Linked DNA regions of Mus musculus: regions 1, 3, 4, 5, 6 and 7 are each linked to region 2. The links are chromatin contacts, called in public ChIA-PET and promoter capture Hi-C maps. All regions are on one chromosome and are shown on one strand. Each heading gives the region's core, a stretch centred on a gene start, on an enhancer-like site or on the middle of the called end of the contact. The rest is flanking DNA. Distances are from core to core; before and after follow the strand shown.

Region 1 (3,190 bases), core at 68-2,567, 690 kb before region 2:
AGCTTACAAGTGTGCACCACCATGCCCCGCGATATTCTTATTTTTGAGACTGTTTTCTATGCTGGTTTCTTTGGGGAACTACACTAAGGTAGCTTACAAGTGTGCACCACCATGCCCCGCGATATTCTTATTTTTGAGACTGTTTTCTATGCTGGTTTCTTTGGGGAACTACACTAAGGTAGCTTCATTGTTGGCATAAATTTCTCAGTTCAGGCCCATATCTCCTAAGTAGCAGAACTAAGCAAATCTCAAACAAACCCCTCAAAAAGACTGATGTCCACTAAACGGACTTCTAAAATAGCTCCTGTAATCCTGAGCATTTACAAGGCGGCAGACCTCCTATAAGGGAGTAAATATGAAAACGCGCCTGTTCAAATGCTAGGTCGGTGGATAGAAGCAATTTCCTCAGAAAGCTGAAGGCACCAAAGGTTATATTTGTTAGCATTTCAGTGTTTGCCAAACTCAGCTACAGTAGAGATCACAGATTCCCTATTTCCCAGAGATTCAAAATTCAGCAGCCCCTCTCTAACTATGGCTCAGAGTCGTGTCATTACATATGCCCCAACAACAACCCCCACCCCTATCCTACCCCCGCCTCACACGTGCAAGTACTATCACAGTTGCCAACCTAGCAGAGCTGCCATCCTAAGGTCGAGGTCGCCGCTTTGGCTGTGTGCACAGGCAAGCGCCCTCACCCAATGGCCCTGGCCTTGCTATGGGTGCGTGAGTTGAGATGATGCTCTGGACTCTGAGGTGAAGGCCACTGGAACAGTGAAAAAAGCTAACGCAGGGCTTTTACCTAGTCCCCTTCCTTTGGTGGTGGGTGTTTACGGAACATATTTGGGATCTGAGTGTATGGTCGCACCACAATAAAGCCTTAACCTATATAGTAGAATTTCAGCTGTAATCATTAAGAACTGAGATTGCCACCACCCACCTCACTGTCTGTGTCAACCACAGCAGGCTGGAGCAGTCAGCTCAGGAACAGGCAAAACCTTAGGTCCCTCCGCCTACCTAACCTTCAATACATCAAGGATAGGCTTCTTTGCTTGCCCAAACCTCGCCCCAGTCTAGACCACCTGGGGATTCCCAGCTCAGGGCGAAAAGGAAGCCCGAGAAGCATTCTGTAGAGGGAAATCCTGCATGAGTGCGCCCCCTTTCGTTACTCCAACACATCCAGCAACCACTGAACTTGGCCGGGGAACACACCTGGTCCTCATGCACCAGCATTGTGACCATCAACGGAAAAGTACTATTGCTGCGACCCCGCCCCTTCCGCTACAACGCTTGGTCCGCCTGAATCCCGCCCCTTCCTCCGTTCCCAGCCTCATCTTTTTCGTCGTGGACTCTCAGTGGCCTGGGTCCTGGCTGTTTTCTAAGCACACCCTTGCATCTTGGTTCCCGCACGTGGGAGGCCCATCCCGGCCTTGAGCACAATGACCCGCGCTCCTCGTTGCCCCGCGGTGCGCTCTCTGCTGCGCAGCCGATACCGGGAGGTGTGGCCGCTGGCAACCTTTGTGCGGCGCCTGGGGCCCGAGGGCAGGCGGCTTGTGCAACCCGGGGACCCGAAGATCTACCGCACTTTGGTTGCCCAATGCCTAGTGTGCATGCACTGGGGCTCACAGCCTCCACCTGCCGACCTTTCCTTCCACCAGGTGGGCCTCCAGGCGGGATCCCCATGGGTCAGGGGCGGAAAGCCGGGAGGACGTGGGATAGTGCGTCTAGCTCATGTGTCAAGACCCTCTTCTCCTTACCAGGTGTCATCCCTGAAAGAGCTGGTGGCCAGGGTTGTGCAGAGACTCTGCGAGCGCAACGAGAGAAACGTGCTGGCTTTTGGCTTTGAGCTGCTTAACGAGGCCAGAGGCGGGCCTCCCATGGCCTTCACTAGTAGCGTGCGTAGCTACTTGCCCAACACTGTTATTGAGACCCTGCGTGTCAGTGGTGCATGGATGCTACTGTTGAGCCGAGTGGGCGACGACCTGCTGGTCTACCTGCTGGCACACTGTGCTCTTTATCTTCTGGTGCCCCCCAGCTGTGCCTACCAGGTGTGTGGGTCTCCCCTGTACCAAATTTGTGCCACCACGGATATCTGGCCCTCTGTGTCCGCTAGTTACAGGCCCACCCGACCCGTGGGCAGGAATTTCACTAACCTTAGGTTCTTACAACAGATCAAGAGCAGTAGTCGCCAGGAAGCACCGAAACCCCTGGCCTTGCCATCTCGAGGTACAAAGAGGCATCTGAGTCTCACCAGTACAAGTGTGCCTTCAGCTAAGAAGGCCAGATGCTATCCTGTCCCGAGAGTGGAGGAGGGACCCCACAGGCAGGTGCTACCAACCCCATCAGGCAAATCATGGGTGCCAAGTCCTGCTCGGTCCCCCGAGGTGCCTACTGCAGAGAAAGATTTGTCTTCTAAAGGAAAGGTGTCTGACCTGAGTCTCTCTGGGTCGGTGTGCTGTAAACACAAGCCCAGCTCCACATCTCTGCTGTCACCACCCCGCCAAAATGCCTTTCAGCTCAGGCCATTTATTGAGACCAGACATTTCCTTTACTCCAGGGGAGATGGCCAAGAGCGTCTAAACCCCTCATTCCTACTCAGCAACCTCCAGCCTAACTTGACTGGGGCCAGGAGACTGGTGGAGATCATCTTTCTGGGCTCAAGGCCTAGGACATCAGGACCACTCTGCAGGACACACCGTCTATCGCGTCGATACTGGCAGATGCGGCCCCTGTTCCAACAGCTGCTGGTGAACCATGCAGAGTGCCAATATGTCAGACTCCTCAGGTCACATTGCAGGTTTCGAACAGCAAACCAACAGGTGACAGATGCCTTGAACACCAGCCCACCGCACCTCATGGATTTGCTCCGCCTGCACAGCAGTCCCTGGCAGGTATATGGTTTTCTTCGGGCCTGTCTCTGCAAGGTGGTGTCTGCTAGTCTCTGGGGTACCAGGCACAATGAGCGCCGCTTCTTTAAGAACTTAAAGAAGTTCATCTCGTTGGGGAAATACGGCAAGCTATCACTGCAGGAACTGATGTGGAAGATGAAAGTAGAGGATTGCCACTGGCTCCGCAGCAGCCCGGGTGAGCATGGCTGGTCTCCAGCTGAATGCATTAGGGGCCCAGAAAAGGGAGACAATGGGTGGCAGTAACCCAGGTCCCCAGTGGTGTGGTGGCTTTATGCAGTCCGTGG
Region 2 (3,212 bases), core at 453-2,952:
GTCCTCTGGAAGAGCAGCCAGTGTTCTTGACCTTTGAGCCATCTCTCCAGCACCCCCAGCTCAGTGCACCCTTCTTTTAAGTTTTAGCAGGGTTTTTTTTGTTTGTTTTTTTGTTTTTTTTTTTTTGTTATTTCGAGACAGGGTTTCTCTGTATAGCCCTGGCTATCCTAGAACTCACTTTGTAGACCAGGCTGGCCTCCAACTCAGAAATCCGCCTGCCTCTGCCTCCTGAGTGCTGGGATTAAAGACATGCGCCACCACCGCCCGGCAAGTTTTAGCAGTTCTTATAGCAAACATACTTCCACAAAAGTACCTAAGGACCATCTTGAAGCCTTTCAAAAACTAAGCAATTACTTCTAAATGTCACCTGACAATTTGTCAGTGTCCCCGATGATCCTCTTCAGAACAGTTGCTAAGACTGATAGCAGGTCAAAGGCCTTCTAGATAAGTGAGGGACCTCTGTTGCACAGAGCTAACCTTTTTCACTCTTGGGCAAGGTCTACACTATAGCTCCCATTTCAGAGGCTCACATACATTTGTTCTGGAGCTCGGTAAGGCAGCAATGATAATTAAGAAAATACAAACACAGAAGCTTAGCAAACACCTTTACCTTATACCGGTAATGGCAATTTAGTCTTAAGGACTTCTTTGGAAATAATTCCAGGAAGGAAACTGCTTACTGTGAATGAATCAGGCTTCAACTCACCATTGGATAATGCTTGCTGAAGCTCATTGTCTGAAATCACTCCACTCCTGTCTTTATCAACCCTACAAAAACAAACAAACAAACAAACAAACAGAAAACAGGTAAGCTGGTGATTAAATGTAAAGGAAGTATTAAAAATAAAACATAGCCAAGACATCATTTTCATCAATCTACACTAGGTCTGGAATGTTACTCTGGCCAGACCTTCCTCTTTGCTCAGCTGGAATGTCACACGCCCCCAGGTGTGCCAGAGACTAATGAACAACCAGAAGCAGTAGGAGGGGTTGAGTCATCTTTTCTCTATTCCTTTCAAGCTTTCTGTTAGCTCTTCAAGTCTGCTTAATTTATACCTGCACCAGTTCATCATAATAGGTAAAGAAAGATTCTCTAGGACGAATAAGTCATTCTTTGGCACGAGTCAGTGGAAAGACAATCAGTCATTCAGAAGGACGGCCAGGGACAGAAGACATGCAATAGCAGCCAGCTCTTTTCACTGATGCCGTTTTCCTGATTCAAGATTTGTCCTGTTTCTAACGCAAGCACCTGACCCTGTAGGGCGACTGTTCCGCGCCCTTCGGCCCTGGGCAAAGTCACTGCCAACATGACCCTGAACCCTGTGCTATTGTAGAAGAGAGAAAGTCGGGGATGGAGGGGAGTAGGAAGGACTGGGAAGGAGGTCGGGGGATGAAGGGCTGGGGAGAGGGAGGACTGGAGAATAGGCCCTGAAAACTGAGGACCGACCCAAGGGCCGAAGGAGCTGAGCGGCGCTGGCCTTACCGCTGGAAGACGTTCCACAGGAAGCTCTGGTCTGGCAGTGCAGCTCCAGCAGCAGGGCCGGGGCCACCACCCGGGCCTGGGCGGTAGGAGTAGGCAGCCATGGGCTGATGCACAGCGGCAACGCGGCCCAGCTCCACAAGCTATGCTTCCGCCTCAGTTATGGGGCAGGACCAGGAGCCCACAACTTCCTGGGAACAACGGAAGCGCGCACCTTTGAGTCACTTGGCAGGCGTGGTCCGTTGCCACGCAACGTCTGGAGGGCCTTGGGGTTAGTCTGAGCTCCGCCTCCTACTCTTGCCCGGCCTTGGGTGTCCCTTTCCTTTTCAGCCCCACCCCGCTCCGCCCTCCTGTGTGTCTCAGCCCGAAGCTGCGGCGGGTGAGCTCAGAAGAGACCACGCCATGAGGGGCCGACCCAAGCTTACAAAACGCCTCGACCTGTAACGGAAAGTGGTGAAAGCTTTCACTTGGACCGACGGCTTCCCTTTACGTCTGCATTAGTATTTAGTGCGAATGTGATGTGCACCAACCGCATGAAGTCCTCGGCGGAAACGCAAAGTGCATTTTGTGCACTCTGGAGTTTGTCCGTCTGTCCATACTACACCTTCTTGCCTTCCCACTTGCTTATATCGGTTTATGCCCAGCCTCCCTAGGTTTGCAGTGACTTCATTTGTAAATGGCCCGAGTGAGGTTTGGTCCTGAGGTGAGAGCTGTGTTTTCTCCACCCCTTACTTGGACTTCTGTACTTTTGGTGGTTACTCCTTTTAATTATAAGTATTCCTTCTTTCGTTCTAGATACTAATTCTATGGTGCTTTTATAGTTTGGAATGTCCCTAAATGGGAAAATGCATAGCATTGGGGCAACTACCAACCGGTCACATTCACGGGCTGTCAGGCCATCCTTCCACCTAAATCTGAATACTGTGAATAGCTCAAGATACAGATTACTCCGTTCTGCCATAGGATTATTCCAGCCTTCCTGTAGTCCTCATCCAGGGACAGACTTATAATAAGAACTGCTATGCTGTCTTTATGGGGGGTTTGTTTACCCCATAACTAAAGAAGAGGGTGAAGAGACCAAGGGCCAAGAGTATGGCCTTGTACATCTGAAACTTCCATGTGGATAATCATCCATTATTTAGCACAGCTATAGATCTGATCAAGTCCCAACTGTATCGTTTTCTGCTCCATTTCTCTTGTTCTTAGGACATCTTAAGAGACTTTCAAATTGCTCAAAGAAACATCTTATAGCTTTGACATTTACCTCAAAATCTACAAAATTCTTTAAGAAAGGTAGATTTTTTTTCCAGGATTTGGCGAATTCATTTTTTATAATTTCTCATAAACTGTTCATCTCACTTTTGAATAATCTTTTAGACTTTTCTGGTTCTTTTATTTAGAATCTGAGATCTATTTTTATTCTGTCCTCTCTCTGGCTCCTTTTCTCTTTACCAGAAATACAAAAATATTAATCATAATTTTCCTACTTGAACTGGAAGTTTTCCAGTACAGAGAAACTTCAGCAGACCCGAGGCTGCTGAATCCGGGACTCTACCAGCTGTTTGCTGACTTTGGAATGCTATAAAGGTCCAGTCCCAAAGAGACCACCTTCTGCAACAGCTTACAGGTAGTTGTCTTCCAGGTGCCACCATCTATCTCCTTGCCCTATCTCAGGTTTAGTTTCCTCTTAACCAGGTCTGTTCTAAGCTTTCCAGTAGAGAAATAAATGAGA
Region 3 (2,850 bases), core at 2-2,501, 850 kb before region 2:
CGCCTGTCTTCCTTCCTCTAAAGGTCTGTTTGTAAGCCTGATAGGCCTTTGTGCCCTGGGGTTTTCTTGACAGGGAGCTGAAGATCCTTGGATGCTACACTCTTGTGTCTGAGACTTGAACAAATGGGAATTAAAATCTAGAATCAGTGGAATCTAGGTCACAGGACAACATATCAGAACATTAAGGCCGGGTGTGATGGCGCACGCCTTTAATCCCAGCACTCGGAGGCAGAGGCAGGTGGATTTCTGAGTTCGAGGCCAGCCTGGTCTACAAAGTGAGCTCCAGGACAGCCAGGGCTAAACAGAGAAACCCTGTCTTGAAAAAAAAAAAAAAAAAAAAAAAAGAACATTAAGTTTGCTCATAGTCCTTAAGGATCTCCACAGCCTTCTTAGCCCAGAGGAAAGGCTATGTGTACTGTCGCTGCTTCATGGCTCATTTTGCAGAGGGGACAAGGGAATCTCAAGATAACGTCACGTGTCCAATACAAGATGAAGCTTTGAAGTGACAAGATCTGTGCGAGCATTTTTCTTCTAGCCAACTCCTCAAAACAGAGCCTGGTCACATTTCTGTCAGGAGTTATCAGAGGCTCTGGTCACTCTATTGTGAGAGGATGTGGTGGAGACTCTGAGAGCTCTGGTGTCCACAGGAAGTTTGGACTTTGGGGAGGTTAGACAGGAAGCCAAGGGTATCTGGAATTAGGCAGAATTTAGCTCCTTTTTCCTGTCTGGTGACTGAGGCTAGACCCTCTGTCTCCCAGTACCTGCTTGTTGAGTGTTCTATGAGCTATACAAATAAAAGCACCTGGTGTTGCTACAAAAGGCATTTCTTTAGTTTTTCAAATGTATACATTTTGATCAGAAAGCTACTTTGTATCCTATTTTAAAACAGGATACAAAGTACAAAAGGCATCCAGTGAGTCAAATGAATACATTTTAGCAGAAAGGCTATTTAGAGTCCTAGTTAATGGTGTGATACAAATTAGGGTCTCCTAGCCTATCTTCTCCCTCGATGGCGACTGATGGATTACAATGGTTAGGGGAAGGAAGCTGCCTGTGAGGACAGCGTTGCGCTGAGAAGTGGGCCTGCCCAGTTCAGTCCTGCGACCCAAAATTTAAGGTCTCCCTACACATGCAAATTCGCAGGATTCCCCTAAGTCCAGGAGCCTTAAGACGCGCAGGCGCATTCATAGCCCAGAGCGGTCTGGGCGGGGCACCCCGTTGGCCCCACCCACGTCACGCCGCCCCTCCCGCGCCTGCGCCTCCGGGCGGCCGCGCATCCTAGGCCCTCTCCCGCGCGCTCTGCTAGCTCTGCTGCTCTCGGCTCTTCTGTGCTTGGCTCGGTTCAGCTGAGCTCGGTCGGCTGAGCTCCATCTGCTCTACTCCTTGCTCAGGCGCGGGCAGCCATGAGGCTGCGGGGCCGCGGGCCGCGGGCCGCCCCCTCCTCCAGCTCTGGGGCAGGCGACGCGCGGCGCCTAGCGCCCCCGGGGCGGAACCCCTTCGTGCACGAGCTGCGACTGAGCGCCCTGCAGAAGGCCCAGGTGGGTTCTCCGCAGCGCTGCTGTACTCTATCCAGGATGCGCTCGGGATGCGGTGGGGAGGGGCTGGGCGCCGCCCGGTCCTCCGTGAGCCGCACCCCTCCCCTGCAGCACTCTTCCAACCCGCGCCAGGGTCCCGCTTCCCGCCGCCTGCGTGCACGCCGACTTACACCCTTTTGGTTTCGGTACTGGACCCTGCACTCCATCCCTTGGGCCCTGCACCCTCATCCCAGGCCTGGCCCGGGTTCCCGCCAGCAGGAGGCCTGGAGGTGGGCGGGGGTGGGGGGGTGTCCTCGCATCAGGCAGCCCCTTTCCAGCGTCTCCGCACAGCTAGGAGGCCTACTGTGTGTCTCCGTGGCCTAGTGTCGGAACCTGAATTGTCATCTGGAGCACCGGACGCGCGGGGCCCCTGGCATAACCCAATAGGATGATTTCCACATCCATGTTTGCAGATTGTTTCCTGTGTCTAGTACACTGTGTCGGTTGTTAGCGATGCTCCCTTGGGCTGCCTGTGCCCGGTATCAACTTTATACAACATAGTTCCCACGTGAGAGGGAACCTGTGCGCTGCGGCTGGCTAGTAGTGAGCGGGGACCTGGATCTAGGCACAGTTGCTATCTGTTCTTGTGGTTCTCACCGTGAGACCCGGCACGTGGGACCTTTTTTTACTCAGGGGCCAGGTCTGTGGTGCTGTGGTCACTTCTGGGACCCTTCTTTGAGTAATGAGCAGAGTTCACAGTTTCAGACTTCCGTGGTTTACAGGCAGAGTAGTATTTCCAACTGTAAGGGACCAGCTCTAGGAGGAGATGGTGTTTTTAAATGTGTAACCTATCAGACATAATATTAAGGTAAAGTCTGTTGAAATTATTACTTTCCCAAGCACCGGTTTCTGCTCAAAGCATCCAGTGGGGTTAGTTATCACCCGTAGGAATGGATGGTCAGCAGAATTGAACACGGAGAGTGTAAAGTAAAGGCCTCATATTGGCCCCCAGGTCTTGTCCTCTTTCCTGGTTGTGTCTGGAGCCTGTGAGGCTTTTCCTGAAGTCTTTGCTGCTGTCAGGTTGCTCCTCACGGCCTGGGGCTGTGCCCAGCAGGAGGGCTTAGGGTGCAGTCATATTTGAACTTTATTACTCTCAGTTTCAGTCCACAACCTCCTACCCTACAACTCTATCCCTTGTCACTTGTGGGTCTTCCTTCCTCCCGGATCTGCTGCCTGTGTGGATTTGGGACCCCTCCCAAGTCAAGTCCCTCCTGGTTCATCCTACTACATCCCACCCTAATCACCATCAACAACCCATTCCTAGTTATTCTTTCCA
Region 4 (3,073 bases), core at 154-2,653, 710 kb before region 2:
GTTTCTGAGGCCACCATAGAGTAAGGAGCTGGTCACTAATGAAAAGCACCAACAGCCAACAAGCTTCTGAAAACAGGAAATATCATTTTTTGCTTGATCTCTGCAGGCCATCGTCCTGGGCTGTCACAGCACTGGCCACTTCACTCTAGAAACTGTGTATACCCTAAACCAAGAAATATTTAAGAAGATTAAAATGAAGGCCAGAAGAACCTGATACTCTGTTATTCTTGCAGAGAGGAGCCTAGCATAACTGTCCTCTTAAGAGGCTCTACCCAGCAGCTGACTGAAACAGATACAGAGACCCACAGCTAAACATTAGACAGAGCTTGGGGAGTCTTATAGAAAAGTTGGAGCAAGAATTGAGATCTGGGGGGGACAGGAGTCCACAAGACCAACAGAGTCAACTAACCTGGGCCCTTGGGGGTCTCCCAAAGACTAAACCACCAACCAAAGAGCATACATGGACTGGACCTACACCCCACCCCAACACATATATAGCAGATGTGCAGCTTGGTCTTCATTCAAGTTCCCCAACAAATGGACCCGGGTCTGTCCCAGTGTTGCCTACCTGTGGATCCCGTTCCCCTAACTAGGCTGCCTTGTCTGGCCTCAGTGGGAGAGAATGTGGCCAGTCCTGCAGTGACTTGATGTGCCAGGGGTGGGTTGGTACCCAGTGGAGCCTCCCCTTCTCAGAGAAGGGGAGAGGGAGTAGGGAAGAGAGTAGGGGCTGGCATCAGGACGTAAAGTGAACAATTAATGGACTCCGATGGTTTATCTGAGTGGCCTACCCCCTTCTGAGATGAGAAGGGGAGAGGGGACAGGGGAGAGGATAAGAGGAGAGTAGGGGCTGACATCGGGATGTAAAGTGAATAAATAAATTTAAGAACCCAGATGGTTTTATCTGAATGAGTAATGGGAAGTCCGGGAAAAAGATCTTCTTGAGATATAACCTACCTTTGCATGTTAGCCAGGATTAAGATTTATATTACCGCAAAGGAACTTATTCTTCTGACAAAAGGGGCAAGTGACCTGTAAAAACTCTTTTTGACCTTTTCTGGCCATCTTGAACTGCATGTTATCAACACAGTAACCTCACACCCGAGAAATCGGTATTTGAGTTTCCTGAGTCTCCTCCGTGTTTTCTTAACTTTTGGACGCTCCCCTAGACTTTGAAGAGCCAGGATCAGGGTCGTCCCCGCCATCATCCTGGGGCGCCGCCGTAAGGCTGCACAGGGCCTTAAGAAGAGCAACGCAAAGAAAAAATTTCCAAGAACCGGGTGCCGCCAAGGTTGGTGGCGGACCTGGGCTCCCACAGGCATGCCGGGAGTACGGCGCAAGAGGCTGACGTCACGCGCGCGCGCCGGTCGTGCGGTCGTCGTGAGGTTGCGAGTGCGTGGCGGAGCGTCTGGCTCCCAGAGGGCCGTGCGCGTCCACTTCCGCCAGCTGCTCGGTTCCCGGAAGCGGTGGCCGGCAAATCCGGCCAATCCCCCAGCGCCGGGTGTGGGTTATCGGGAGCATGCGGGGCGGCCGGCGGCCCGCGCGAGGCGCGTTGGTTTCCCCGCGGCGGTGGCGGTGGCGCGCAGCGGCTCTCCCGTGAGCGGCGGGCGGCGGCGGCGCTCGGCCCGCAGGTTGCGGCGCCATGTGGAGCGGCCGCAGCTCTTTTACCAGCTTGGTGGTGGGCGTGTTCCTGGTGTACGTGGTGCATACCTGCTGGGTCATGTACGGTATCGTCTATACCCGTCCGTGCTCGGGTGACTCCAACTGCATCCAGCCCTATCTGGCCCTGCGGCCCAAACTGCAGGTGAGCGTCCGGGAGCCCTAAGAAGGCGCCTCCCGGCCGGGTGCTACCACCCACCCCCTACTGGCACTGGTCAGAGGGTTTCGGGCTACCAGTTTTGCCCCTTATCACTGATGTCACTGTCCAATGTTCTGGTTAGGTGGCAGTGAGAGCTGGAGTTGAGACTTCTCTGTTCTCTGCTGCTCTCTTGTTACCCCTTGGTGCTCTGCCCTACCCCGATTATAACTGAGATCCAGTTGCCCTACACGTGTTTCCTAACGGGACCCCAGTGGAAGTTAACAGGAGATCTCCAGCCATATGGGAGTCAGGCTGCTAGCTCTGCCCTCTTATCACCTGTGTCACTTCCTGCTTCTAGTGGGAATTCCGGACAGGTCAGCTCTACAGTTAGGTTCCTTGTTCACAGCAGTGTCACACAGGCCATCTTGCCCAAGCTCACCCTCTGAGAGGTAGCCCTCAGATTGCTACCCTCTCACAATAGTTACATGTTTTCTATCAGGACCTTTTGGCTATTCATTCTTGCTCACTCTTTCCAGCTGAGTGTTTACACCACCACACGGTCCAGCCTTGGTGCAGAGAACAATGTGGACCTGATCTTGAACGTGGAAGACTTTGATGTGGATTCCAAATTTGAAAGGTGTGGATGTGGGACAGATTGCCAGAGATGGGTTCCAGGATGTCATGGATAGCATTGTATGTAGAGTGAGGACATCCTATAGAAGCACTCCTGTCTAGGGTCTGTGTAAACAGTCAAGCTGAAAGTAACAGGTGTTTGTCACTTAGCAAGTAGCTTTTACTGCAATCTAAGGGCAGCGTGGTTTACTACAGCCCATGTAGTCTCCCAAGGAATGATACATTGGCCTACCTAGTAAGAGTAGTTAGTTCACTTGTTACTTACAAGTAAGTGACCTTTGGCATTAGAATATAAATCTCAATGCTCAGCTATATACAGTAACTTTTGGGAATTAACATGGCTTAGCATTTGACATATGATTTTAACGTGCAAAAGTTCAAATAAAATTTGTAAAATTGCTCATCCAATCAAGATCCTGTACTGCCCAACAGGTATCAAGCTCACTAGCCAACCAGTCTTTAGCTCCCACCCAGTGCATCACTGTCCATGCCTATTAGCCTGTGGCCCTAGGGTAGTTATTAACTACCCATGCCCATCCTCTTGAAATGGAGGTTGGACGTCCTGGTGCCATTCACTAGTTTTATAGGGGCAAATCCCGCCTCCTATTCATCACCCTGTGCCAGGATAGATAGTGAAACATTCAT
Region 5 (2,915 bases), core at 177-2,676, 590 kb before region 2:
AGCAGTGTCACCCCCAGCCAGCTCAAGTCACCCAAGATTAGTCAGTCCACTTAGGTCATAAGGACTCTGCTTGGGACTCCTAGGTCTCTCCTGCCATCCTGGCTGCCCCATGCTCCCACCTCAATACTGCATCAGTAGGCTCCTGTCACAGAGTCTTCTTGTCCACTCACCCAGAAATCTTAGGTGTGAGCTTGGATATCCAGGGCACTGGTGGACTATCAAAAAGATGTGTCTTGTTGTAGGGCGGGCCTTCTTCAGGGAGGCCATAGCCAGGAGCTGAGCAGCTGACCTAAGAGTTGTGTAGCCAGGGATGCAGCATTGATCTCTCTTGAGAGCTTCTGGGTATTGTGACCTTGAGATTCTCTAAGATAGATACTGAGTTCTCAAATACCTGTAATGTGCCTACTGACAGCCAAATCCTGGTCACCACTGCTCAGTAAACCCAGGCAATGACCCAGCCACCTTCACTGACCACACCGTGTCTCCCATAGGTAGACCCATCCTGAACAGACCTTGCCTGATCCCACCAGCACCCATACCCCACTCTGACCAAGTTCCTTTTCACAGTCACTGGGAAAATGCCACCACATCGTGTAGGTGCTGAGCAAGAGCAGAGAGGGGCAGCTGAGATGCTCCAGCACCTCTTAGAAAGACAGGAGTTGGGGCTGGCTCAGAGGGTAAGAGCACCTTCTGCTCTTCCAGAGGTCCTGAGTTCAATTCCCAGCAACTACATGGTGGTTCACCCTCATGAAATACCTTCTTCTGGTGTGTCTGAAGACAGCTACCATGCACTCATATAAATAAAATAAATCTTAACTGAAGATTTTGACTTTTGAGAGAGAGGAAGAGAGACAGAGACAGAGACAGAAACAGAGACAGAGCGCACTGACTGCTCTTCCAGAGATCTTGAGTTCAATTTCCAGCAGACACATGGTAGTTCACAACCACCTGTAATGGGATCTGATGCCCTCTTCTGGTGTGTCTGAAGACAACAACAGTGTACTCATACAAAATAGATAAATAAATCTAAAAAAAGAAGGAAGGAAGGAAGGAAGACAGACAGGCGGACAGACAGAAGTTTATAGCTAGGACTGTGATACATCAAGAAAACATTTGGGATGTTCTAACTGACCCTGGCCACATACATCTACAAGGTTATATCTTTTTGCCAGTCTCATGAATGAGAATATATATATATATATATATATATATATATATATATATATATATATAGTGTGTGTGTGTGTGTGTGTGTGTGTGTGTGTGTGTGAAAGTACCTTTTATTCACCTGATATAATTGACTCAGAGGCTTACTGAGTCTGCCTAACCTAGTCCTAATCGTGGAAGCGTCTAGCCTCCGTAAACCTTATCTAGTCCTAGAGTGTTTTCAGTCTCTGAGACTTGCGGCTGAACATGCTCACCACTTCCTACTTCTTTCTGATCTCTGACTGGCTGATTTAACTCAGCCATTCTGCCTCAGACTCCTCTCCACGCTGACTGAGTCTATCTGACTTTTTTCTTGCCTTCTCCTGAATTGATCTGCTTGGCCTCACACTGACTTTGGCAGTATGTTCTAATCTTCTAGCTCCTTCCCATTCTCTGGCTCATCCCATCTTCACCTGTGTCTAGCTTGTTCTCTCTCTGCAACATGTTTCTGTACAACTGTCTGGTAAAACTGCCTCCCTTCTCTCTCTGCACTGCTCTCTCTTAAGTAGCCTTTCTTTTCACTCTGCTCTCGTGACAGGCATATCCTATTGTCTAAGCTCTCTCTAATTCATCACTTTTCTGCTTTTTAATTAGACATCACTTTCAAACACGGGTGCTTCCTTCTACAAACTAACTTTACTTTCATTATTTGGGATTAAAGGTGTGTGCTAAGAGTGTGTCTGTATTGCAGCCAGAGGGATTAAAGGTGTGTGCTAAGAGCCTGTCTGTATTCCAGTCAGAGTAGCCATGTTGTTGGATTAAAATCCTTGTACAATACCAAAAGAAAAACTACCTGTAGGCTATAGGGATACCCACCCAGAACTCATTTGAACATAGCCTGTCTCTGTTCCAATGCTCAGGAAAGCTCAGGCCCCTACCTGCTGTGGCCCCCGTAGCTGGTAAGAATCTTCTGGAGGCAGAAAGGAAGGAAGCACCAGCTCTCCTGGGCCTCCTTCATGGCCAAGTGTCAGATACAACCAAGATACTAGCTGACTCCTTCCAGTGTCTCAAGAATGAATGTGTTCCATTGGTTTGACTCTAAGTTTAGAGCTCATTTTAAAGAGAAGTTTAGAATTACAGAATTTAGTGGACAGAACAAGGCAGATCCCACTTGTCTGTCTCCCCCACCTTTTCCCCATTGTTCCAGTGAATTCACAGAAAAAAGCCACACCTTTGATAAATATTCGAAATGCTATTTAGCTGACTAAAGTGTCTTGAGTTTTGGAGATTTGGAGTGTTGTAGCTCTGGAGTCAAATTATCCTGGGCTATCTTTTTTTTTAAAAAAAAAACATTGTTTTCTTTTACTTTTAAGATTTTATTTATTTATTATATGTAAGTACACTGCAGCTGTCTTCAGACACACCAGAAGAGGGAGGGCATCAGATCTCCTTACAGAAGGTTGTGAGCCACCATGTGGTTGCTGGGACTTGAACTCAGGACCTTCAGAAGAGCAGTCGGGTGTTCTTACCCGCTGAGCCATCTTACCAGTCCCTGGGCTATCTTTAATATGCTTAATACTTAGTTACTCACCACCTCTGTGTCACACATAATGTCCTTATGACTATTAGATAAATTCTTGCAATGTGTCACTTTAGCAGACCACTAGCTTTCACCAACCCAAAAGCTAAGAATGTCATCAGATAACATCTAAGACTTCTGGTGGCGATCTCCCCCCCCCCCCCCCCCAGTTTTCTATACATCCTGTATC
Region 6 (3,099 bases), core at 15-2,514, 670 kb before region 2:
TGACAAGAAGGCAACACCCCTTCATCCTGTCCTGGACATGTCCCATCTGTTGTCCCAAAGTGACCAAGATGCATCCTGCAGTCTGCAGGTGGTTGGACACCACTGTAGGCAATCCCTTACTGTTTGCTGTCACCAAACTCTGACTGGAGATAATATGCTCCAATCACAGTCTTGTGTTGGGAAGGTGCTCTGTCAGGCTGCAGTCACACTTAAAGAAGCACACACAGGGTTGTGACTTCCTATAGATTTACAATTCCTTCTGAACTGAATTTTCACAGCTCTTATTTGCCACCGATGAGCAAAGATGTCTGGTAATCCCATGCCCGGATAAGATGTATGTTGTTCACTACATCTGGTTGGGTTTGGCTGTCCAGGGCTCTGGCGGTGCTGTAAGCGAGTCCCAAGAGCCGGAATGGGTTCCATGTGTGAAGGTCCAACCGCATCTAAGCCTGCCTTGTGTGGCAGAGAGGGACAAGAGGTGGAAGGGCACTGATGTCGGTCTCTCAGGAGCTTAGTGTGGGAATCACACAGAATACCTTTGTGCTGCAGTTATGCCCAGACCTCAATTAAGACGAGCCTCACCTTCCAGAGTGTCTTCAAAGCTGGGAAGACCATGCGGAACAAGCTCCTGTCGGTCTTGCGGTTGAAGTGTCACGGTCTATTTCTAGACTTGCAGGTGAGCAAACAGGCAGCTACCTCACCTGTTGGATCTTAGGATAGATCCTGTTCTCTGGGGGGGCAGGGGTGTTCATGGATATGCACATGTGTGTACAGGTGCAAGCCGTGTATGTGAGGAACATGTAGAAAAGTGGATGTGTACTGAGGATCCCTGAGCATTCACCCTGCTCATCCCCATCACTTTCCAATCCTGACATTCGCTCCCACAGAGAGAAAGGTTCCCTGGATCCTGACCTTGGCGGTTGACTCTTAGGCCATGACTGCTGAGGTCTCTGTCCAGCAGGGGCCACTGTGGTAGGCTTTGGCCTCAGCTCTCTCCTGCTTCCTCCCCATGAGGGCCTGGCATGATTTTGGTGGGGGAGTTTCCCCACAAGTGGCTTTCTCATCCTATTTGACAACAACACAGAAAGTGTTCATTTGTGATCTCAGGGACATTGCTGATGGTTCTCTTTCTCTTGGGACTCCAGGTGAACAGCCTCCAGACAGTCTGCATCAATATATACAAGATCTTCCTGCTTCAGGCCTACAGGTGAGTCATGGGCTGTGCCACCACTAGAGGGAGGCACAGACCAGAAATGCCGGCCTTGCTGTCGGCTGGGGTTCTGAAGCTCAAGGCGGAGCTGCTCTTGGCTCCCCCTGGTTGGGTGGCCACTGAAATGCAGTCAGGAAAAGGCAGCATTTAGTTGAGTCTCCACACAACCCCATATTTGTAAGGTAAGACCCTCTTCTGGTCTCCCTGTGCTGAGAGAGCACATGTAACCTTATGTGCTAACCAGAGCCCGTGGTCTTGAGACAGGAGGGGATGCTGGCATAAGGAGCCCCCCAAGAAAGCACCGCAGAAGGAATCAGATGAGAAAGGGAAGCAGGGGGACCCAGAGCCCCAGAAAGCAGAGAACCAGAGCTATTGCTGATAGTGTCACCAGTCTTGCACCAGAAGGCACAACAAGCACCCAGCTGAAAGTATCCTGGCCACCAATGTGCCCTACACATTGGCTTATGCCTCTGGAACATTTTTGTCCTCGGTTCTATGCATCTGAAGTCAGGTGCACTAGGCCAGACCCATGTCATTCATTCATTACACAGTCACTACTCTACATGACCATAGGCACACAGCATACGTAGGCCCTTTCTTCTGAGGTTTCCTGTAGGGGTGGAATTGGTTTCCCTTGATTCGTGAAAGGAGAGCTGCCCTGCAGAGCTGTAGCAGAGGGCACCATTCTGCTGAGAGTTGGCAGATGGTCATACCAACCACAGGTCAGATTTATGCCACTGTGGATCTGGCTGCCTCTAAGTAACCTCCTGGTCACTGGGGCTGGGTGTGGGGAAGAGCTTGTGCTATAGAGGACACAATTTCAGTGTCAGGCAGTCTACCCCCGATATGACATGACGTAGCAGGTGCACAGGGTACCTGGGAAGGGACTAGTTTCATGACATTATATAGGAATGAAGACATGTGTGCGCGCACACACACACATGCTTGTGTGTTCACTTGTAGTTGTAATTCCATTTGTACACGCAAATATGTGATGCACATGAATCTCTGTTTATAATTCACATGTATGCATAGACGAGAGCTTGCACTTGTGTGTATGCACACTTACCAGGGCCTCTTCCTCTCCACTGTGGCTCCCGCCCAGGTTCCATGCATGTGTGATTCAGCTTCCCTTTGACCAGCGTGTTAGGAAGAACCTCACATTCTTTCTGGGCATCATCTCCAGCCAAGCATCCTGCTGCTATGCTATCCTGAAGGTCAAGAATCCAGGTGCGTAGACGGCCAAGGGCCAGCATTCTCACGGTGGGCGGGGTCTCATGGTGGGCGGGCGGGGGGGCGGGGGCAGGGGGGCATCATGCACTCACTCAGGAGCTAGTGTAACCAACCATCCTTCCTGGGCCTCAGCCCTAGCAGGTTAGGGAGGTGTTGAGAGATCATGAGGGTCTGTGGCCAGCTGGGTTCTTCAGCCTCTGTCTGATCCCCCAGGAATGACACTAAAGGCCTCTGGCTCCTTTCCTCCTGAAGCCGCACATTGGCTCTGCTACCAGGCCTTCCTGCTCAAGCTGGCTGCTCATTCTGTCATCTACAAATGTCTCCTGGGACCTCTGAGGACAGGTGAGTGAGCTCCTTCCCCTCAAACAGTGAGTGCCTAGGTGAACCCAAAGCTAGATGGTAGATTCCATGCCCATCTCCTGGAGAGGGGCCCACTCAGGCAGCCCCCAGGTGAGTGGAGCTAGTATTCTAGACCATAGCTTCCTTCTCCTCCTTCTTGCTCCCTCTGTTCTGACTCTTATGTCAGAAGAGGCCCATGGGGTGACATGTGTCACTCAAGATCCCTGCCTGGTCCCTTCACACCTCTGCTTGGCCGCTTCCTAGATGCAGGGGATGAGGGTGGGGGTCCTCAGGTTCCTGTCTTGCTTCTGTTTCCA
Region 7 (3,244 bases), core at 658-3,157, 550 kb before region 2:
TGACAATAATCTTCCTTAGCTTCACCGGGTACAGCGTTCAGTGTTGTCTGAGTTCCCAGCCTGTGGATATCATGCCACAGTAATAGACCTTGCTGGTGTGCAGTCAGCCAGAAGAAATGGGGCTGAGAGACAGGCACATTTGTAAAAAGGACTATAGCTGGGCATGTCTGTACATGTATGTAATCCCAGTACTTGGGAGGTAGAGGCAGGAGGATCAAGAATTCAGTCATCTTTGGCTCTATATCAAAATTTGAGGCCAACCTGGGCTATGAGACCCTGTCTTTAAAAACAATAGAGGGGGAGGGCAGGGAAAGTGACTGGGGGCTATGGCTTTTTGTAAGATGTGTTGGGTATGATACCAGGGTCTCTGAAATGGTAGGAACCCTCTCCTACTGAGCCTAAGTTTCAAGTGTTTGCCAGTCTGGAGGGTGTTCTGAGGAGGAGAAGGTGGTCACTATTTCCACCTAAGGTCCAGCTGAGCAGGGGAAACAGGTGATAGCCCTTCCCTATTTGCTATGGATAGCTCCTGGAGGGAGGTGGGGTGACAGTATGATCTGAGCAAGTTGTGCCCTATCCCCCATAGGAGCTGGAAACTGTATAAGAGGCCATTCCTGAGTGGCCCATGTTTCCCCCAAGCTCCTTCCTGGCAGAGGGCAGAAAGCCGGCCATACTGGGTACAGTTGGGCTTTCCCAGAAATGGCTTTTCTGAGTTAGTTTCAAAATGTTTTATTCTCATCGGTAGGATATGCAAATCCCTTTAACTCCCGTATCTCAGCCTATCCCAGCGGTGTCACTGGTCCGGCAGCTGCCTTCCAGTCCGTGTCCCTGATTGAACTGGGCCAGGCCACCTGGCTGGCCCTGTTCCACAGGTTGTGAGCAGCTCTAGGCATATCACCTGTGTTTCTCTTTGACCATCTAAAACAGTTTTGGGTGACTTGTTGCACCTGGGGGCTATGGCTTTTTGTAGGATGTGTTGGGTATGATACCCTAACATTTTAGTTCCATTCTCTCTTGAAGAATATTTGTTTCCAGTTTTTCACCAGTCTTTCATTGAAAATGCACAAGGTCCTGAAATTCCGGAAGATCTGTGACTTCCACCATGTGGTGTTCTGGAACTCTTTGCTCGGATCTTCCTGTCACTACTACCTTCGGAATTTACCTGCCCTTGGAGCCAAAGGGAGGAACTGCCACCCTCCAAGTTTGGGCTGCAAGGGTTCCCCAGGTTGGATCGTGGAACACTCCTGCCAGCAGGTACAAAGAGTCTCGGGCTTGGCTGGCTAGGCCTGTCCCAGAGCCCAGTGACCTTCTTGGGTGGGATTACTTAACCCCAGGGTGCACAGCGTCCCCTGATTGGCCATTACTCCCTGGCCTAGGTTAGCAGCCTGACCTGGTCAGGGCCTGGGCCCAGATCACCAGCGTTGGTGGAGATGAGGAGCTGCAAACTGAGAGAAAGGAGCCATGACCTGTGGGGTGGTGGGAGAAGAGCCCCACGGGAGTTTGGAATGAGAATGGAAGAACTGAAGCTGTGGAAGTGGTGAATGACAGGCTCTTGGAGGGCGGGAGGGCTCTGAGCCTGTGTTGTGAGTAGGAATGGGAGGAGGACGCGGTCCTGCGGGGAGGAACTGGTGTCTCTTATGCTGAGGGAGGTCTGCATCTGTGGGCAGTTCATTCAGCGGTGGCCTCTAGGGGTTGGGTTTGTGCGTACCGAGTCCTTGAGGGTACAGGGCTCTGGCGGGGCAACCCTGAGACTGTGGCTACAGGGGCGGAGTTTTAAGGGGTGGAGCGTCTGGTGGGCGTGGTCGTTCCGGAAGCCTCCCGACCCCGCCCCGGGCAAACTTTTCCCGAGCCGTGGGGGCGGGCAGGTGAGGTCACGTGGCGGGCAAGGGCGGGCCGGGCGGACCCCGCCCCTACGCCGGAGTCCGGCGGCTGCTCTGGAGCAGCGTGTGGCTGCGAGGGACAGCAGAGTCTAACGGAGCCATGCCCACGAACTTTACGGTGGTGCCGGTGGAGGCGCGCGCCGACGGCGCCGGGGACGAAGCTGCTGAGCGCACGGAAGAACCCGAGTCTCCCGAGAGCGTGGATCAAACCTCCCCTACGCCGGGTGAGCTTGGCCGCACCTGCAACGGGACAAAGGCAGAGGCTGGGCCCTTCTGCTGCCGCTGGGCCGCTCTGACTCGTTGGTTGGCGGCGGCCCGCGCGGCGCGTAGCGGGGCGATGGGAAGGGGTCAGAAGGGCCAACTGGTATCTGCCTGGCTCGGAGGAGTGACCCGAGACCGGGAGAGGATTCTTGGGCTGGTGGTTTGTTGGCCCTGTTCGTTCAGTTTCTTGAATTCAGTGCTCTGCTCCTTGCTTGAGGCGCCCGCTGCATATCTCCCTGTTGGCCTGACTCAGTCAGCCCTGGGGGCGCGGTTCCCACCTCTCTGCATGGCCTGACTGGAGCATCGAGGCTGGAGCACCGGAAACTACTTGGTTTGGCAACTCTGACGGGACTAGGGAGGAGTTGCAGAGCTACTGGAGGTACCTATGGAACGGGAAGGCCCAGGTGTCTAGGTGGTACCTGGGAGAGCTGGAGGTACAGACCCCTGGATGGGTGATCTCACTGACGGACAGCTTCCTCTGGGCAAGCTTTCTTTTGCTCCAGGATGGCCCAGTGTGGTCAACCGATAAATCCGACTGGGATCCCAGATCTGCCTCCACTGACCTTGGACCAGCCAAACTTCCCTTGGGATCTTAGAGGAAGGACAGAGGCCCGTGTAAGCCTGGGGAGGGGGCTGCGCACTCTGAGCGCGGGCTTCTCTTTGCTGCTCTTTGTTCCTTGGATCCGGAGCTCTCTGGCACTTTCACTTTCCACGGGGTGGTGATGGGCCTGGGAATCTCTCTCCATCCTACTTCTCAGCACCCTCTCTGCTGATGGCAAGTCACCTTGAACTGACTGCTTCCTCCCTGTTCCAACTCTCTTCTAGACCTAGATCCTAATAGGCCCTAATAGGTGAGAGGACCCAGCACAGACCTACAGCTGCAGCTGGCCTTGCACCTACCCCAAGTTTTACATTGGAGGTTTGGGCTCCAGGTTCTGGGTCTGGAAGGAAAAGAGGGTGCAATCCTCAAGAGATGGACGGATCTTTTATATATGGCATCAGAGCTTTTGCTGCTCAGAATACAGGCAGTAGAAACTGCGCTTCCTCTAGTCCATACTTTTAGGAGCCTGCATTCATAGACTAGGAGTGCTGGCCCGGAAGTGGCC

Evidence for each region. Promoter capture Hi-C pulls out the DNA fragments that hold promoters and counts their contacts. ChIA-PET counts read pairs in DNA pulled down with a chosen protein or histone mark.
Region 1: an RNA polymerase II ChIA-PET map of memory CD8 T cells shows a contact between it and region 2, with 15 read pairs. The contact joins the promoter of Tert here to the promoter of Pdcd6 in region 2. A contact is called at or near these places in 3 of 39 promoter capture datasets (hippocampal neurons and liver), 3 of 484 Hi-C or Micro-C datasets (the G1E-ER4 cell line and liver) and 1 of 115 datasets of contacts at active chromatin or transcription factors (memory CD8 T cells).
Region 3: a promoter capture Hi-C map of pre-B cells shows a contact between it and region 2, with 3 times the contacts expected there. The contact joins the promoter of Lpcat1 here to the promoter of Pdcd6 in region 2. A contact is called at or near these places in 3 of 39 promoter capture datasets (cranial neural crest, hippocampal neurons and pre-B cells) and 1 of 115 datasets of contacts at active chromatin or transcription factors (memory CD8 T cells).
Region 4: a contact with region 2 is called in a promoter capture Hi-C map of pre-B cells, with 2.6 times the contacts expected there. The contact joins the promoter of Clptm1l here to the promoter of Pdcd6 in region 2. A contact is called at or near these places in 8 of 39 promoter capture datasets (the C10 cell line, cranial neural crest, embryonic stem cells and 3 more), 4 of 484 Hi-C or Micro-C datasets (the G1E-ER4 cell line and liver), 1 of 115 datasets of contacts at active chromatin or transcription factors (memory CD8 T cells) and 1 of 9 other capture datasets (adipose tissue).
Region 5: an RNA polymerase II ChIA-PET map of memory CD8 T cells shows a contact between it and region 2, with 14 read pairs. The contact joins the enhancer-like site here to the promoter of Pdcd6 in region 2. A contact is called at or near these places in 5 of 39 promoter capture datasets (the 3T3-L1 cell line, cranial neural crest, embryonic stem cells and 1 more), 2 of 15 datasets of contacts at CTCF or cohesin (embryonic stem cells and large pre-B cells), 23 of 484 Hi-C or Micro-C datasets (B cells, the Ba/F3 cell line, the N1E-115 cell line and 10 more), 4 of 115 datasets of contacts at active chromatin or transcription factors (astrocytes, effector CD8 T cells, embryonic stem cells and 1 more) and 1 of 9 other capture datasets (embryonic stem cells).
Region 6: a contact with region 2 is called in an RNA polymerase II ChIA-PET map of memory CD8 T cells, with 4 times the contacts expected there. The contact joins the enhancer-like site here to the promoter of Pdcd6 in region 2. A contact is called at or near these places in 1 of 39 promoter capture datasets (cranial neural crest), 1 of 15 datasets of contacts at CTCF or cohesin (large pre-B cells), 2 of 484 Hi-C or Micro-C datasets (cerebral cortex and olfactory sensory neurons), 1 of 115 datasets of contacts at active chromatin or transcription factors (memory CD8 T cells) and 1 of 9 other capture datasets (embryonic stem cells).
Region 7: a contact with region 2 is called in a promoter capture Hi-C map of liver, with 2.1 times the contacts expected there. The contact joins the promoter of Slc12a7 here to the promoter of Pdcd6 in region 2. A contact is called at or near these places in 2 of 39 promoter capture datasets (cranial neural crest and liver), 1 of 484 Hi-C or Micro-C datasets (muscle stem cells) and 1 of 115 datasets of contacts at active chromatin or transcription factors (memory CD8 T cells).

What each region holds. Positions count from the first base shown.
Region 1 is chr13:73,625,594-73,628,783 of GRCm38.p6, forward strand. Tert (telomerase reverse transcriptase) reads left to right here and starts at 1,318. Exons shown (of 16, transcript NM_009354.2): 1 at 1,318-1,655; 2 at 1,758-3,081. The coding sequence starts at 1,437. RefSeq lists a promoter at 1-1,407 and enhancers at 1,077-1,096, 1,237-1,257.
Region 2 is chr13:74,315,624-74,318,835 of GRCm38.p6, forward strand. It overlaps Pdcd6 (programmed cell death 6), which reads right to left and starts at 1,703. Exons shown (of 6, transcript NM_011051.3): 1 at 1,484-1,703; 2 at 707-768. The coding sequence starts at 1,584.
Region 3 is chr13:73,465,980-73,468,829 of GRCm38.p6, forward strand. It overlaps Lpcat1 (lysophosphatidylcholine acyltransferase 1), which reads left to right and starts at 1,252. Exons shown (of 14, transcript NM_145376.6): 1 at 1,252-1,538. The coding sequence starts at 1,404.
Region 4 is chr13:73,602,599-73,605,671 of GRCm38.p6, forward strand. Clptm1l (CLPTM1-like) reads left to right here and starts at 1,404. Exons shown (of 17, transcript NM_146047.2): 1 at 1,404-1,801; 2 at 2,332-2,432. The coding sequence starts at 1,640.
Region 5 is chr13:73,724,080-73,726,994 of GRCm38.p6, forward strand. No RefSeq gene overlaps it. Among named protein-coding and RNA genes, the nearest start is that of Slc6a19, 25 kb to the left of the region's middle. Within about 2 kb of position 1,427, at least 37 of the 459 cell types and tissues checked have an H3K27ac peak or open chromatin away from gene starts, as enhancers often do. A contact at or near this core is called in B cells, effector CD8 T cells and memory CD8 T cells, where this site is marked.
Region 6 is chr13:73,645,632-73,648,730 of GRCm38.p6, forward strand. Tert (telomerase reverse transcriptase) reads left to right here. Exons shown (of 16, transcript NM_009354.2): 12 at 550-676; 13 at 1,146-1,207; 14 at 2,316-2,440; 15 at 2,657-2,785. Among named protein-coding and RNA genes, the nearest start is that of Tert, 20 kb to the left of the region's middle. Within about 2 kb of position 1,265, at least 10 of the 459 cell types and tissues checked have an H3K27ac peak or open chromatin away from gene starts, as enhancers often do. A contact at or near this core is called in memory CD8 T cells, where this site is marked.
Region 7 is chr13:73,761,790-73,765,033 of GRCm38.p6, forward strand. Slc12a7 (solute carrier family 12, member 7) reads left to right here and starts at 1,908. Exons shown (of 24, transcript NM_011390.2): 1 at 1,908-2,101. The coding sequence starts at 1,978.